Linked DNA regions of Canis lupus: region 1 is linked to region 2. The links are chromatin contacts, called in public Hi-C maps. All regions are on one chromosome and are shown on one strand. Each heading gives the region's core, a stretch centred on a gene start, on an enhancer-like site or on the middle of the called end of the contact. The rest is flanking DNA. Distances are from core to core; before and after follow the strand shown.

What was found. Hi-C and Micro-C count contacts between places; a contact is called where the count stands out from the background.
Region 1: a Hi-C map of blood shows a contact between it and region 2, with 2.8 times the contacts expected there. The contact joins the promoter of TCP1 here to the promoter of SOD2 in region 2. A contact is called at or near these places in 2 of 9 Hi-C or Micro-C datasets (both in blood).

What each region holds. Positions count from the first base shown.
Region 1 is chr1:49,588,986-49,596,220 of UU_Cfam_GSD_1.0, forward strand. It overlaps TCP1 (T-complex protein 1 subunit alpha), which reads right to left and starts at 2,351. Exons shown (of 12, transcript XM_038526480.1): 1 at 2,124-2,351; 2 at 1,197-1,282; 3 at 868-996. The coding sequence starts at 2,187. MRPL18 (39S ribosomal protein L18, mitochondrial) reads left to right here and starts at 3,169. Exons shown (of 4, transcript XM_038526491.1): 1 at 3,169-3,383; 2 at 3,626-3,812; 3 at 6,906-6,966. The coding sequence starts at 3,290.
Region 2 is chr1:49,454,902-49,462,060 of UU_Cfam_GSD_1.0, forward strand. SOD2 (superoxide dismutase [Mn], mitochondrial) reads right to left here and starts at 4,706. Exons shown (of 5, transcript XM_038526471.1): 1 at 4,411-4,706; 2 at 3,914-4,116. The coding sequence starts at 4,433. LOC111090685 (a long non-coding RNA gene) reads left to right here and starts at 4,870. Exons shown (of 3, transcript XR_005353090.1): 1 at 4,870-5,181.

The DNA.
Region 1 (7,235 bases), core at 1,101-3,600, 130 kb after region 2:
AATCTACAAATATAAACATTTTCCCTGCAAATCACTGCCTGTTTTTTTTTTTTTTTTTTTTTTTTTTACAGCAAATTATTTGTTCCTTATCATTCTGAACTTAGGAGTTTGCCTATCAGGATTTAATATAAAAACACCTTAAAAAAAAAAGCCCAGTAACATTTCTCCCCTAACTTAAGAATTTAGGAACTTCTAAGTTTCAGGTAGTAAGGAGAAAACAAAACAAAATTTTTAAAGTAGGCTCCACACTCAATGTAGAGTCCAATGTGGGGCTTGAACTCACAACCCTGAGATCAAGATCTGAGCCTGAGATCGAGAGTTGGACGATTAACTGACTGAGCTACCCAGACATCCTGGAAACAGAACATAAAACAAACAAAAGCCCTGTATGTGATGTATAAATATTGTTGTAGCTGAAAAACTCACAAACCATTTGAAAACTCACATTTAAAATGACTGTACTATATTACCTCTTAAGCTTCTCTCCTTTAAATCCTACAAACTAGCAGTAAATATTGATTTTAAATTCTGTTTCTAAATCACTATCCCAACTTAAATTTTCTCCCTCTCAAGTATGTACCTCATCTGACTGAGAAACAAACGACTTACTTCTGGCTGCACTTTGTCAAGGTTCAGTTTTAGGAAAACAACTAATCTAGGGGCTCCTGGGTGGCTCACTGGTTAAGTGTCATCCTTTGGCTCAGGGCCTGATCCCGGGTCCCGGAATAGAGTCCCACATAGAGCTCCCTATAAGGAGCCTGCTTCTCTCTCTCTGTCTTCTCATAAATGAATAAATAAAATCTTAAAAAAAAAAAAAAAAGGAAAACAACTAATCTATAGCGATCTAGCAGGTGACAAACTACCTACCACTGAGGTAGTTCCATCTCCCACTTCTTTGTCTTGCAGATCTGCCAGCTCACAAAGAACTTTAGCTGCAGGATGTTCCACCTCCAGTAACTTCAGGATGGTGGCACCATCGTTAGTAATGGTTACATCCTAAGGAATTTGCAGGGAAGAAAAAAAGACAACACAATCAACTACAAACAGAGAACCTCCTCTAAATGAACACAAGCCCACCAGCCCCTTAACAACACCTTTCGATATCAGCATTGTGATAAAAACAATTCATGGCGCTAAATATTTAAGCACTGTTATTTTTTGTTAAAGTCACAAACACAACATGTAGGTGTACTTACACCAATATCATCAACCAACATTTTATCCAAGCCAACTGGACCAAGAGAGCTTTTTACAATATTGGCAATAGAAGCCGCAGCCATAACTGCAGGAAAAAGAAAAAAAAAAAATTAAATCCACTGCTCCAAATGACGGCCATTTCATTTCGGCCTAAAGAAAGTGACAGCCACAGCCTTTGCATTTTCCAAATATACAAATCAATCCGAAATACTTAAAAGGGTAAGATGGGCAGGCATCCATGACTTCAAAGCGAACACGCTTGCAAAAGAGGCTTAACTGCAGCAAACGTGTGAATCCGTATCGTTTGCCAGGATGAACTCGTCCTAAGTACCACTCACGCGAACGTTCAACCGAAATTTCGCCGGTCAACCGTACGGTAAGAACCTGTCAGCGATGCGTGCAAAGAACTGGGTCTGGACGCGGGCACCGGCGGCTACCACCGCAGGCTCGAACCAGCAGGTTCTACAACGGGCAAGACATCCGGGTCGCGGCCATTCGCTCATCAGGAGAGCGAGCAGTTAAAGCTCGTCTTTTCCTGGGTAATGGCCCTAAAACGAGGCCCAAACATGGAGTTAGGCGCTCCTGCAGGTTAGAATCGGAGGCGCAGGGCGCCCGGCCCAAAGGGGACTCGAGGCGTGACGGCACGTGTCACTGCAGGGCTGGGCGGCCCAGGGCCCGGGGATCCGCTGCCGACCACAATCGGCAGGGCTGTGCCCCCAAACGTGCGGGGCTCTCCGCAACGCCTTGCGGACGGCGAGAGGGCGCTGCCGCCCCGCCCCGCCCCGCCCCGCCCCGGGGAGCCCCGCGAGGCGCATCCCGGACCCTCCAGGACGGAAGGGGCGCGGTGGCGGCCCGAGCCGAGCGGGCTGGGGGCGGGGGCCCGCCCCGCCGTGGGCCCGCCCGGCACAGGCCTCGTTCGCGCTTACCGTTCTGGGAGCGGATCGCCTCCCCGGTGCTGCGGTCTCCGAACACGGACAAAGGCCCCTCCATCTTGGCGGCGGGGTGCACGTCGAGGTTCACGCTGACCGCGGGCAACCAGCGTCTGGATCCCAGGCCCGGCGGCGGCCACTGCAGCGCGGCGGCGGCGGCTACGGCGTGGAACGGGGCCGAGCGAGGCCGCGGGGGCTGCTGGGAACACCGCTGCCGCGGCCGGGCCGCGGGGCAGGGCGGGAAGGAAAGAAAGGGCGGGGGGAGCGAGAGTGCGAAGGAGCCGGAAGTGAGGGGGCGGGAGAAGGCGGGAGCAGCACTTTCGCCCAATTAGAGAGCGAATGAGCAGGGCGCGAAGGCAGGAGAACGGAAGTCAGGATCGCGCACTGGAGGAGGAAGGAGGTGCACGGTTGAGGCTTCTCTTCCCCTCCTGCGGGAACGGGTTGCGCGTGCGCGCTTGCACCTTCTAGTGCTTTCTAGAAAAAGTGGACGGTGGGGCGGAGCTTGCAGTTGGGGTGTGACGAGAGGGCGGGCCTCTCCCGGTTCGGCTGCACTCCTGAGCGAGTTCGGCAGGTTCCCTAAGGGTCTTCAGAGAGAACGTGGCGAGTCGGGGCTGACTTCCGAGCCCACGAGCATACGCTTGGGGGCCTGAACCTGGGTGGGACGGGCCAAGTGCTTTCTACGAGGAAAATGGCCACCACGGTTTCTGGAGAGAAACTGCATCTTGCGCTGCGCCGGTTCCTCCCGTTGCCCAGCGGGGCCGTGTGTGGATCTGACCGCGGTCGGCAGACGCTTTGCGACCGCAGGACCAAATAAGGCAACGTGAAGTTACGGGTGCCTCGCGCCTGCCGGTCCGGCGAGACGCCGCCCGCGACCTAGCGAGCTGCGCCCCGCCCCCCGCGCGGTGCTGCGAGGTGGTTGGCGGGCTCCAGCGTAGCGTGCGCCTCTGCGTGGGCAGTGATTGGAGGAGCCGAGGTGACTGATCGCTCCGTCGGCCACTCGGCGACCCGGCTCGCCAGTTCCGGGCGGAGGCGTCGGTGACCCCGGGGAACCCCGGGGAACCAGTTCTCCCTGAGTCAACATGGCTGCGGCCGGCGAGCGGCTGGGACGCCGGTGAGGGGAGGACGTGAGGCTTTTCCGAGGCGTAGCCCGCGATCCCTCAGCGATGGCGCTCCGCTCGCGGTTCTGGGAGTGCCTGTCGGTTTGCAGAAACCCCGGGAATTCCCATTTCTCTCAGACGACTCCTCGGGGGCTGCACAGTAAGTGTGCACATGCAAGTCGTGTTTTGTAGTCCACCCCGCCGAGCAGCTTACGGGCCGACAGCGCTGTGACGACAGTACTAGGACCTGTGATGACTGCGTCCCGTGACCAGACTTCCCTCCCTCCCTCCCTCCCGGGGAGCGAGGATTCGGGGAGTGGACGGGGATAGCGGTTGGGCCTTATTCCCGTTTTGTCCGTGTGTGTCAGTTTTTAAGATACGCGTGGTGGTTCCCGTTCTTAGGGTGTGGGGTCGCAGCGCTGTCAACGAGTGCCGAGCCCGCGGCGAAGCCTGAAGTGGACCCTGTGGAAAACGCAGCCGTCGCCCCAGAGTTCACCAACCGGAACCCCCGCAACCTGGAGCTCCTAGGTGTGGCCAGGAAAGAGCGGGGTTGGGGGACAACCTGGCCCTCCCGGGAGTTCTGGCACAGGTAACTGCGGCGGCCGGTTAGCCGACCGACGGAGCAGTGCACGCTGCCCTGCAAAGCGTTCCTCAGCTCAGTCCACAGGCCGGATACTTGTGGCGATTCTCTTCTCGGGAAACCGCCGTTTGGTGGTGGAGGAGGGTTCAGTGGCCGGGGGCGGGGACACAAACCAACAATAATGGAAGTAAATAAATGAATGTCAGGGAGAAAATTTAAAGAGGATGATGTGAGGTTGGGGAGCCTGGGTGCCTGCTAAGGCCCCTTCTGAAAGATAAGGTAACCTGCCGAGAAGAGCACTCCCAGCAGAAGAAACGGCTGGGGTGGGTGGGAATGGGAATCCTTTCCTAAGGACTATATAAAATCGTAACAGGAAGTTAGAGTCATAACTATGATATATTCATTCCACAAACATTAGGCCTATGGCACTTCATAGGCATTGTGCTAGATGCAGGAGATGCAAAGAAAGTAGATTTCATCCTTGTTAGCAAAAATTTTAGGTTTTGTTTTGGAAGATGGAATAGGGATAATAAAATTTTACGATTGCTGTGATGCGTTTTTACTTAGTGTTCATAGGAGGAGTCAAAGAAAGGGAGTAGGTAGGTCACTTTTGAAATAATTTGGATCTTAAGTCTAAAATTCTTTTGAAACCCAACCGTTTCAACTTAATATTTGGACCATCTAAATAGAGATGTATTTTCCCACTTTTTTAATTTCCTATCTGCTATATTCACATTATCATCAGTATGGAATTTTGGCATATTATAGTGGGAAGTGACCTCAGAGAAGATGAGTCCTGTGCCTTTGTTGGACAAAGGTTCAACAAATGGTTTAACATACAGATCAGCAAACGATGGCCAATGGGCCAAAGTTGGCTTGCAAACTAAAAATTTCTTTTTTAAAGTGTGAAAACAAATTTCAAAAAATAATATTTTGTGACGTGAAAATTATATAAAATTCAGATTTCATTATCCACAAAGAAATTTTTTTTTTAATTTTTATTTATTTATGATAGTCAGAGAGAGAGAGAGGCAGAGACACAAGCAGAGGGAGAAGCAGGCTCCATGCACCGGGAGCCCGACATGGGATTTGATCCTGGGTCCCCAGGATCGCGCCCCAGGCCAAAGGCAGGCGCTAAACCGCTGCACCACCCAGGGTTCCCCACAAAGAAAATTTTATTGTAACATACCACCACTCATTCTCACCTGGCTGTTCTAGTGTTAACTGTGGCTGAGTTGAGCAGTTGCAAGAGACCCTACGGCTTATAAAGCTTAAAGTATTTACTATCTGAGACTTTAGGGAAAAGGATTGTTGACCCTTGATTAAGAAATTGTGATTTTTCACTAGGGCTTCCAGCAAAACCAGGTGTAGAACCCACATTTCTCAATCTAGTGCTTTTTCTGCTGTTTCACACTAAGAATCCTAGTGTGATCTCTAATTTTAGTGTTTTCTTTAACGTGAGCTTAATTTTTAAACGTGTAATATAAACATATGCTATAAAATCCAAAGGGGGGATAGTTTGTGTATCCTTTTAGAGAGAATTTGTGTATACCGGTATAAACTTATAGTTTTAAATTACAAATCTTAGCACACCATGTACACTGTTATTCATCTGAATCCTCTCCGCTCCCTTCAAAATACATCTTGGAAATCCTTTATGGTGTTTAGGAACATTAATTCTGGGGCCAAAACCCTGGACTGAAGTCCTAGCTCCATTACTTACCATTAGTTGTGATCTTGTTAAAGTTTCTAAACCTTTCTGTGTCAGTTTCTGTGGCCTTAAAAAAAAAAAAAAAAGATTATGGGCAGCCCTGATGGCTCAGCGGTTTAGCACCGCCTTCAGCCCAGGGCCTGATCCTGGAGATGCAGGATTGAGTCCTGCATTGGGCTTCTTGCATGGAGCCTGCTTCTCCCTCTGTGTCTCTGCCTCTCTCTCTTTCTGTGTCTCTCATGAATAAATAAAGAAAATCTTTAAAAAAAGAGAGATTATTTTGAAACATGAGCTATCCCAGTAAACAAGACCGTGCCTGACATAGTAGGCACTCAATAAATGGTCAGCAGCATTCTTTCTGGTAACTATAGAATACCACTGCATGGATGTTTTAGTTAGCTAGCTCCATACTGATGATTACCTTAGTGATCCAAACCATGTTGCAATGAATTGCGTATGCATCTCATCAGTGACCTGAGTGTATTTTCATGGGCCTAAGTATTAATATTTTGTTTCTGGGAATAGTCTGTTCAAATCATTTGCCTACTAAGTTAGTGGGGGTTTTTTATTGAGAGGAGGCTTTTTACAAATGGAAATTAGTCCTTTGTATAATATGTGTTTTAAGTATTTTTTGTTTCTTGCTTGCCTTTTGACTTCAGTTTACTGTTTTTTAAACTGTAGAAAACTGTTTTTTCTTTATAAAAGCTGGATGATATGGTTTGATGTCCTATTTAAATAGGCTTACCCTGAGATTATTAAAAAAAAATCCTGCTTGCTAGTATTCCTGTTTCAGTTTTTAATTTAAACCTTTGATTGCTCTTTTATTTATTTTGGTGTTAGCTGGAAAGTAGAAGCGTAGAATAAGTATATCCTTCCTCATTGGAAAGTCATAACTTATAGCTCTGCCTCCTCGAATCCTTTTTTGAAGTAGATGTTATATAATAATTCTCACATCTGGGATCCCTGGGTGGCGCAGCGGTTTAGTGCCTGCCTTTGGCCCAGGGCGCGATCCTGGAGACCTGGGATCGAGTCCCATGTCGGGCTCCCGGTGCATGGAGCCTGCTTCTCCCTCTGCCTATGTCTCTGCCTCTCTCTCTCTCTCTCTCTCTCTCTCTCTATCATAAATAAATAAAAATTAAAAAAAAATAATTCTCACATCTCAGAAATATCAAATTACTCCTGGATATTTGAGGTTAAGTGGAAGTGTTTGATTTATTGAGGATATTGTCATAAAGACAGGAAAAATACTTTTCCCAAGTAAAATCCAGGTTAACTGTGTTGAAGTAAACAAATTGAACATAGCGTTCTAGAGAAATATGGAGGCGTTTATTCACCTGAGGCCTTTTATCTTTAAGATTGTTTTGATTTGATTCTGTTCTCATCTCATTTAGGTTGCGAGTTATAAAGACTCAGCATCACGTAGAAGCACTCGTTGAGCATCGCAACGGCAAGGTCGTGGTTTCAGCATCTACTCGGGAATGGGCTATTAAAAAGCACCTTTATAGCACCAGAAATGTGGTGGCCTGTGAGAGTATAGGACGAGTGCTGGCAGAGCGATGCTTAGAGGCAGGGATCAACTTCATGGTCTACCAACCCACTCCTTGGGAGGCAGCCTCAGACTCGGTATTTTGGTTTTTGTACTTATTTAAAAGGTAATTAATTCTTGACAACAGGTGCTTACGTAGTAACAATAGTTGCATTTATCAAGTTCTTTCCATGTA
Region 2 (7,159 bases), core at 3,456-5,955:
TTCTACAAAAAAAAATTTTTTTTCCTTAAAATTCTTTGTCCTGGGATGCCTGGGTGGCTCAGTGGTTAAGCATCTGCCTTCGGCTCAGGGTGTGAACCTGAAGTTCCAGGATCGAGTCCCACATCAGGCTCCCTGCATGGAGCCTGCTTCTCCTTCTGCCTGTGTGTCTCTGCCTCTCTCTTTCTGTGTCTCTCGTGAATAAATAAATAAAATCCTTAAAAAAAAAAATTATTTGTCCCAGTGGATTTTCAGTTCAATTAATAACACGCTGAACAACTAATGAGAGGCCCAGTAGGGGGTACAAAGCATGCAGAAAATTCTTTCCTGAGCTTCAAAGAACTCAAAGTTTTCTACAATATTAAAGATTTCAGCAACAGGGATGACTGGGTGGCTCAGTGGTTGAGCATCTGCCTTTGGCTCAGGGCATGATCCCGGGTTTAGGGATTGAGTCCCACATCAGGCTCCCTGCAAGGAGCTTGCTGCTCTTTCTATGTCTCTGCCCCTCTCTCTCTCTCTCTCTCTCTCTCTCTCATGAATAAATAAATAAACCTTTAACAAAAAACAAAAAAAAGGAAGATTTCAGCAACGATGAGAACAGACACAAAACAGTGACACACTGACATGTGTGGTTCCATAAACAGACTAAATGATAAATTTTCAGGGGTGCTTGTGTGGCTCAGTCAGTAGAGCATGAGACTCTTGGTCTCCAGGTGCTGAGTCCGAGCCCCATAAGGGAGGTGGAGTTTACTAAAAATAAATAAAAGTTTTTAAAAATAGATTTTCAGCTCTCATTTTCTACAATTCATCAGAAAATAGTTCAACATTACAATAACCAAAAAATTCATCATATTCAAAACTGAAACTCTAGATTTTCAAACCCAAACTTACTCTCCAAATGGCCTTCCCCATCCCACGAAGTGCCAGCTGTTTTCTCAGGACATTTCTGATAACTTAGTCATTTCTTACTCCTTTTCTCTCACACACCACATTCAATCCAACATACCCACCGGCAAAGCCAGCTCTACCTTCAAAAAAGACTCAGCACCTGATCCCATCTTCCTACCTCTGGTGCAGACCAGCAACATTACCTACCTGCATCCATGCCACCATCCCACACTGGTCTCCTGCTTCCACATGTGCCCCTTACACTGTTCTCAACACAGTGACCAGAGGGCTCCTCTAGACCCCAAAGTGACTATGGCATTCCTCTAGTCAAACCCCTCCAAAGGCTGCTCCTCTCACTCAGAGTGATCCCCTACAATCGGCTTCAAAGATGCACGTCATCTGGTCATCTGACCCTCTGCAGGGCCTCGCTGCCCCAGCTCCAGGCACAATGGCCTCCCTTGCACTTACAAGACAGCAGCTCAGTCTGCTCCCAGTTTAGTTTCCACTGACTGTTGTTGCCTGTACTAGGATACTCTTCCTGCAGATAGCCTCATGACTCGTTCCCACATTTCTCCGTCAAGTCTCCACTGACATGTCAACTTCGTCAGCGAAGCCTTCTCAAACCACAATATACAATGGGCTATTCCCCGCCACTTCCCCTATTCCTTTTTCTTGATAGGACTTAAAACCCCTGGCATACTATTTACTTGTTCATCTGTCTCCCCACTAGAACCAAAGTTCCAATTATAACAAGGACTTCTGGGCATTCTGAGTTCCAAGGGCCAATATACTGCCTCTGACATATCAGGCACTCAACAATGTTTGCTAGCTAGATAAATGAATATATTAAGTGTAATTTTTATGGAAAAAAATTCTGACAGCTATACACAAAGTCACATTTGAAGACTTTTTTTTTTTCTATCTTGTAGGCAAAATATTCTTTTCCAAGTCTTCAAGAAACTAACCTTAACTATTAACAAAAATGGCAATTCCCTTGTTCAATCAAGTCCCAAATGTTCATTATTCACAAAATACTAAGGGGCAAAGTGAAAGACACAAAGTACCACTGAGAGCTCAGTGCTTAGGGAGTTTACATAATAGAAGTTCTCTAATCTGCTCTTAGGGCATACCTCAGAGAAGTGAGGGCCAAGTGATCTCAGAATACACAGACCCTCTGTGAGAGCGGTTTTAAGATGCCACCTTCTTGTTATGTTTACAAAACAATTTTCTTGGGCAGTCCCAGTGGCTCAGTGGTTTAGCCTGATCCTGGAGACCCTGGATTGTGTCCTACGTGGGGCTCCCTGCATGGAGCCTGCTTCTCCCTCTGCCTGTGTCTCTGCCTCTCTCTCTATGTCTCTCATGAATAAATAAATAAAATCTTTAAAAAAAAAAAAATTTTCTTGCTGACCACTGTCTCTCTTAGTAATTATTCTAAGGAAGTCACTCTAAAAGTTTCATATTGGTTTTTAATAAGTCAACAGTAATTAATACTTCCCAATTGTAAAGAAACATGCTTATTGAAAATTGCTTAATGATCTCAATCTCTTAAAGTTTACTTCGTCATTTTTAAATTTTAATATAAAATTGAGGGGGCACCTGGCTGGTTCAGTTGGTACAGCATATGACTCTTGATCTCGGGTTGTAAGTTTGAGCCCCACAACAGATGTACAGCTTATATTTCAAAAAAATAATATTAATAATAAGAGAAATTTGGGCAGGGCCTTACTATTTGCTTTTAAAAATATTTTTCTTGGGACTCCTGGGTGGCTCAGAGGTTGACCATCTGTCTTTGGCTCAGGGTGGGATCTAGTCCTGCATCAGGCTCCCCACAGGGAGCTTACTTCTCCCTTGGCCTAGGTCTCTGTCTCTGTGTCTCTCATGAATAAATAAAATCTTTAAAAAATAATAAAAACTTTTCTTAAGTTCAACATTTTCTTTGGTTTCAATTTTTTTCCTGTTAAATACAATAAAAGTTAAATACTTTTGTGTGAAACTTATTTATATACTTGTCATGAGATTGATGACGTTATTTCACTTAATACTTTTGCCCCAAATTTTCAAACATGAAAATCTAATTCTTCAATAGTCTTTAAAATATATATATATTTTTAAATAAAAGAAAACTCTGCAGGTACTCATGATAGTCAACAAAACACAACATAATGCAAAGTTTTTTTTTTTTTTTTGTCAGCAGCTTTCATGAAACAAGTAAAGGTATGATTGCACAATGGCTGAAATGAAGTTGTTTTTAAAATATTGAAGAGAATGGCTTGCCTTGTCAGATGTTGTCATCCAGGAAACAATTTCACAACTGGGATATTCCCACCTTGTCATCATTACCACATCTTTACCAAATTTGTTATTCTCTAAAACCCTTTTCCCGTTCAAATCACCCCACCTTTTTCCCAGTACTCAAGGTTTCTGTCACAAATCTTCCAGAATGTGGCAACTTCCTTTTGTTTTTGTTTAGCCAATTACCACATACAATCAGGCTGAAATACTGCATTTTCCCACTAGATGCCCCCAGTCAACAAGATGTCACCGTCTGAAATTTACTCAACAAATTTCAGGGGCTCTAAAGTCAATAAAAAGAAAGGGAAAGCACTTTTTAAAAAAAACTATGCAGCTTATTAAGCAATACGTAGAGTGAATTATTTTTCTAGTACTTTCTGATTTCTCAGTGCACTGATTTTTTTCAATGCCACTGATTAACAGGCTGAGAAGTGTAACACGGTTCTGTATGGAGACATGAAAACACAGATTCTGGAACACACGCCCGCAGGCACACAAAAGTCCACACGTTACTGTTCTGTCACCTGAGCTCTTTAGGGGAAACAAACAAAAAAAAGTGTAAGTGTCTATTATATGGTAATACTGAATTCTACGTATTAGTAGATAGTCACAGGCCTGTTCCAATTTCCCACAAAGTGAGTGCTGTCCTCGTGAGTGCTGGCGCCAGGTCAACCCGGGGGCAGGCGACGCGGCCCCGCCGACCCGCCCGCCCGCCCGCCCGCGGCCCGGCACCCACCCTTCTCCAGCGCCTCCAGATACTTCTCCTCGATGGTGTTCAGGTTGTTCACGTAGGCGGCGTGGTGCTTGCTGTGGTGCAGCTGCATGATCTGGGCGTTGATGTGAGGCTCCAGGGCGCCATAATCGTACGGCAGGTCGGGGAGGCTGTGCTTCTGCCGGGACCCCAGACACCCCAGCGCCGGCACCAGCGTCCTGCTCGTGCTGGAACCGGAGCAGACACACACCGATTCGTTCACGCGTCCACGCAGACCCAGCGCCGCCGGGGCCTTTCCCCCGCCCGCGAGCCCGCCCGCCCGCGCGCCCTCCCGGTTCCCTGAGGCGTGACACCTGCCCCTCAGGCAGCGCCGCCGCCGCGTCCCCGCGACGCCGGGACCCCGCAGGGGCGCTGGAGCCGGGGCCTCGCAGGGAGCGGGCCGGATGGAGGCGGCCGCCCGTGCCCCTCGCCCTCGGGGCCCTGACCCGTGTGCGCGGCGCCGCGCGGCCCCGACGCCTCACCTGAGCGCCGCCCGGGACAACATGGTGAGCGCGCCTGCCAGTCCGCGTTCGGAGACGGAGGGTCGCGCCGACCGCCCGGCGTCCACTGACGCACGTCTCCGGCGGCGCCGCAAGGACACCGCCGTCCTCCACGGGCTCCGCCCCCTGCTCCCGCCGCTCCCACGCCGGGGGGTGCACGGCCCCGGGGTCCGCCCTGCCAGAGCCAGCCCGCGCCCTTGGCCCAGGGAACCCGACAAGGGGGGACTTGAGGTACCTGCCCCAGGGGGTCCGGGGACCGGCGGCGCCCACCCGCCCGTTTCTGGGCGTGTAACCATAGGGAAGGCCGCGCTCTACCCCCCACCCTGGTGGAAGATGGTACGGCCCGCGGCCCCGCCCCCGGGGCCTGTGGCCCCGCCCCTCCGCCGGCGCGGCCCCGCCCCTTGGCTCTCGCTGCCGCAGGGCAGCCGCGGCGTCGGGCGACCTCCCACGAGCGGAGGCTGCGGCTTCGCGGAGCCGCTGGGGTGCGCCCTAGCGGGCTGCTGAGGTCTCTCCGGAACCTGGGTTCCTCAGGGTGCCAGTGAGGTGCCTCAGGCTCCTGGGCATGAGTAAGGTGTAAGAGCCAGTGCCTCTCCAACCGCTGCGCGGAGTGACCTTTCTTTCCGAGTGAATTTGACCTTGGGACAGGAGCCAGGCCCGCGGCGGCCTGATGATAGTGTTACTGGACGCCTACAGTGCTGTGCCAGGGACTACGCTGCAGGGCTTAGATGCATTTATCTCTACGTCGCTCCTAGGGTAGGTACCGTTGATTCCAGACCACACGAATGAGCTCACTGAAGTTAAAGCAGGTTGCCTTGGTCACACCGTTAATAAGTAAAAGACTGGACTAGAAATGAAAGTTCCTACTTTCTTGATCACTAAGCCTTACCAGTCAGGACCTAGTGTTTGTTCTGAGTGACTTCCATAAACCAAAAGCTCGGGAGAATATTTAAAAGTACAACTGAGGATTCTTTGCTACTCTGTCTTATGAGTAGCATCTAATGAGCTGCATCTAATGCTTTCCCAACAATTAGAAGAACAATCCTGAACTGTGTGAATCCTCCCTGTATAGAAGTTAGGAGAGCCTTGCACTATTATTGGCAGAGTTGGGTCCTTATTGATTAGAATAATTTAAGAGGAAGTAGAGAGTAGGTGCTGAATAGTTTCAGCTACTCTCTTCCACGCCCATCTCCACCCCCTTCCCTCCCCAGGGATGACTAGGATTTGGGTTGGGGAATAGCTAAGGGGAACCACTGAGCTGGCTTCTCGGCCAGAGGGCTGGGGCTTGCTGACAGTTGGGAAACTAACCAAGAATGTATGACTGGGTAAAGGAGGAAAATCAGGTTGAGGAAAGGTCAGACATGTGCCTCAAAAGGTTGGTTACAGGAAATCAAGCATTTTAGCAGAACTGAGTGAGACAAGGTAGTTTTTCAGTCAAGGTACTCTGTCATTGATATGGTGAAGGGCAAGCTAGTTAGAAAGCTGTTGTGTGAATCCTAGCTGAGGTCCTAAGAACCAGTTTTAGGGTATTATATATGAGAACTGGAAAAAAAAAAAAAGGAGGACATTTTAAAGGATGAAATGACAGAATTCAGCAGCAGATCAGTCACTGATAAAAAGGCTTATTCTAGTGAGAACAAAATATCACTGTAAGGAGATTGAGCCCAGTTAGGCGGCATGGGATGTACTCCTAGTTTGTACAGATGATGATATTTTAATACTTAAATTGACTCCCTCAGGAGACACCCTTTTGAACAAGCAACAATTGCGAGTTAGTGACAGTAACAGTCTGGTAGAAGTGTCTCTAACATCATATCTGTAACAGCTACATCCCTCCAGAAGACAACCCCGACTGTGAGAGTATCTGGATTGAGACCAAGGATTTGGGGAATGCTGGAGTTAAGGAGATTTTTTTTTTTTTTTTTTTTTTTTTGGAGATTTTTTACCTTCTTTGTTGGCCACACCCAATGAACAGGTCTCTTTTTCTTTTTTGCTAGCCACTATATGAAGTACTCATTCAGTATTGGCCCAAGAGTTAAATGCAGTTGACTGGGGTCTGTCCCAAAGTCTTCCAGCCAGCTCAGGGTCTCATCTGCGACATCTGGCATCATAATTGTGCATTTCCCTTGCATAAACTTCCCAAGGCCACTTCACAGCCATCTTCAGACCTAACACAGTTAAACCAACATATTGGCTGGAGGAGGCAAAATATGGGTTGGGATGAAATCCTTTTGAGCCAGTTATTAATTGCATTCATGTTCTAGTGACTGAGTGTCTCAAACACAGAAGAGCATATTCATTCCCTCACATAAAAGCGATCTGAAGTAGGTAGTCCAAGGCTGGGATGACAGTGCCATGAAATTATCAAGGACCCAGGCTCCTCTGTCCTCAGAGTTTCTTCATGATCCACAATAGCTTCTAGAGCACCAGCCATCTCACCTCCTTCCCATGAAGAGGGGAGGACAAAAAGTTAGGCCCCAGTTGTCTCCCTTTTAAGGATTCTTTGTGGTGGATTCACTCAGCAGATTCCACTCAGAAATGAGGCACACTCAAAGAACACATTAAATACCAGAAAAGGAAAGAGGGAGCTTGGTTCATAATGAAAGTGTTTTATTGAACAAGACATATAGGGAGTTAATTGTATCTATAAAGGAAGAAGGGAACCAGTGTTACTGAGCAGCCCCTCATATGTGCTAGGTACTAGCTCAAATGCTCTATATCACCTCTTAATTTT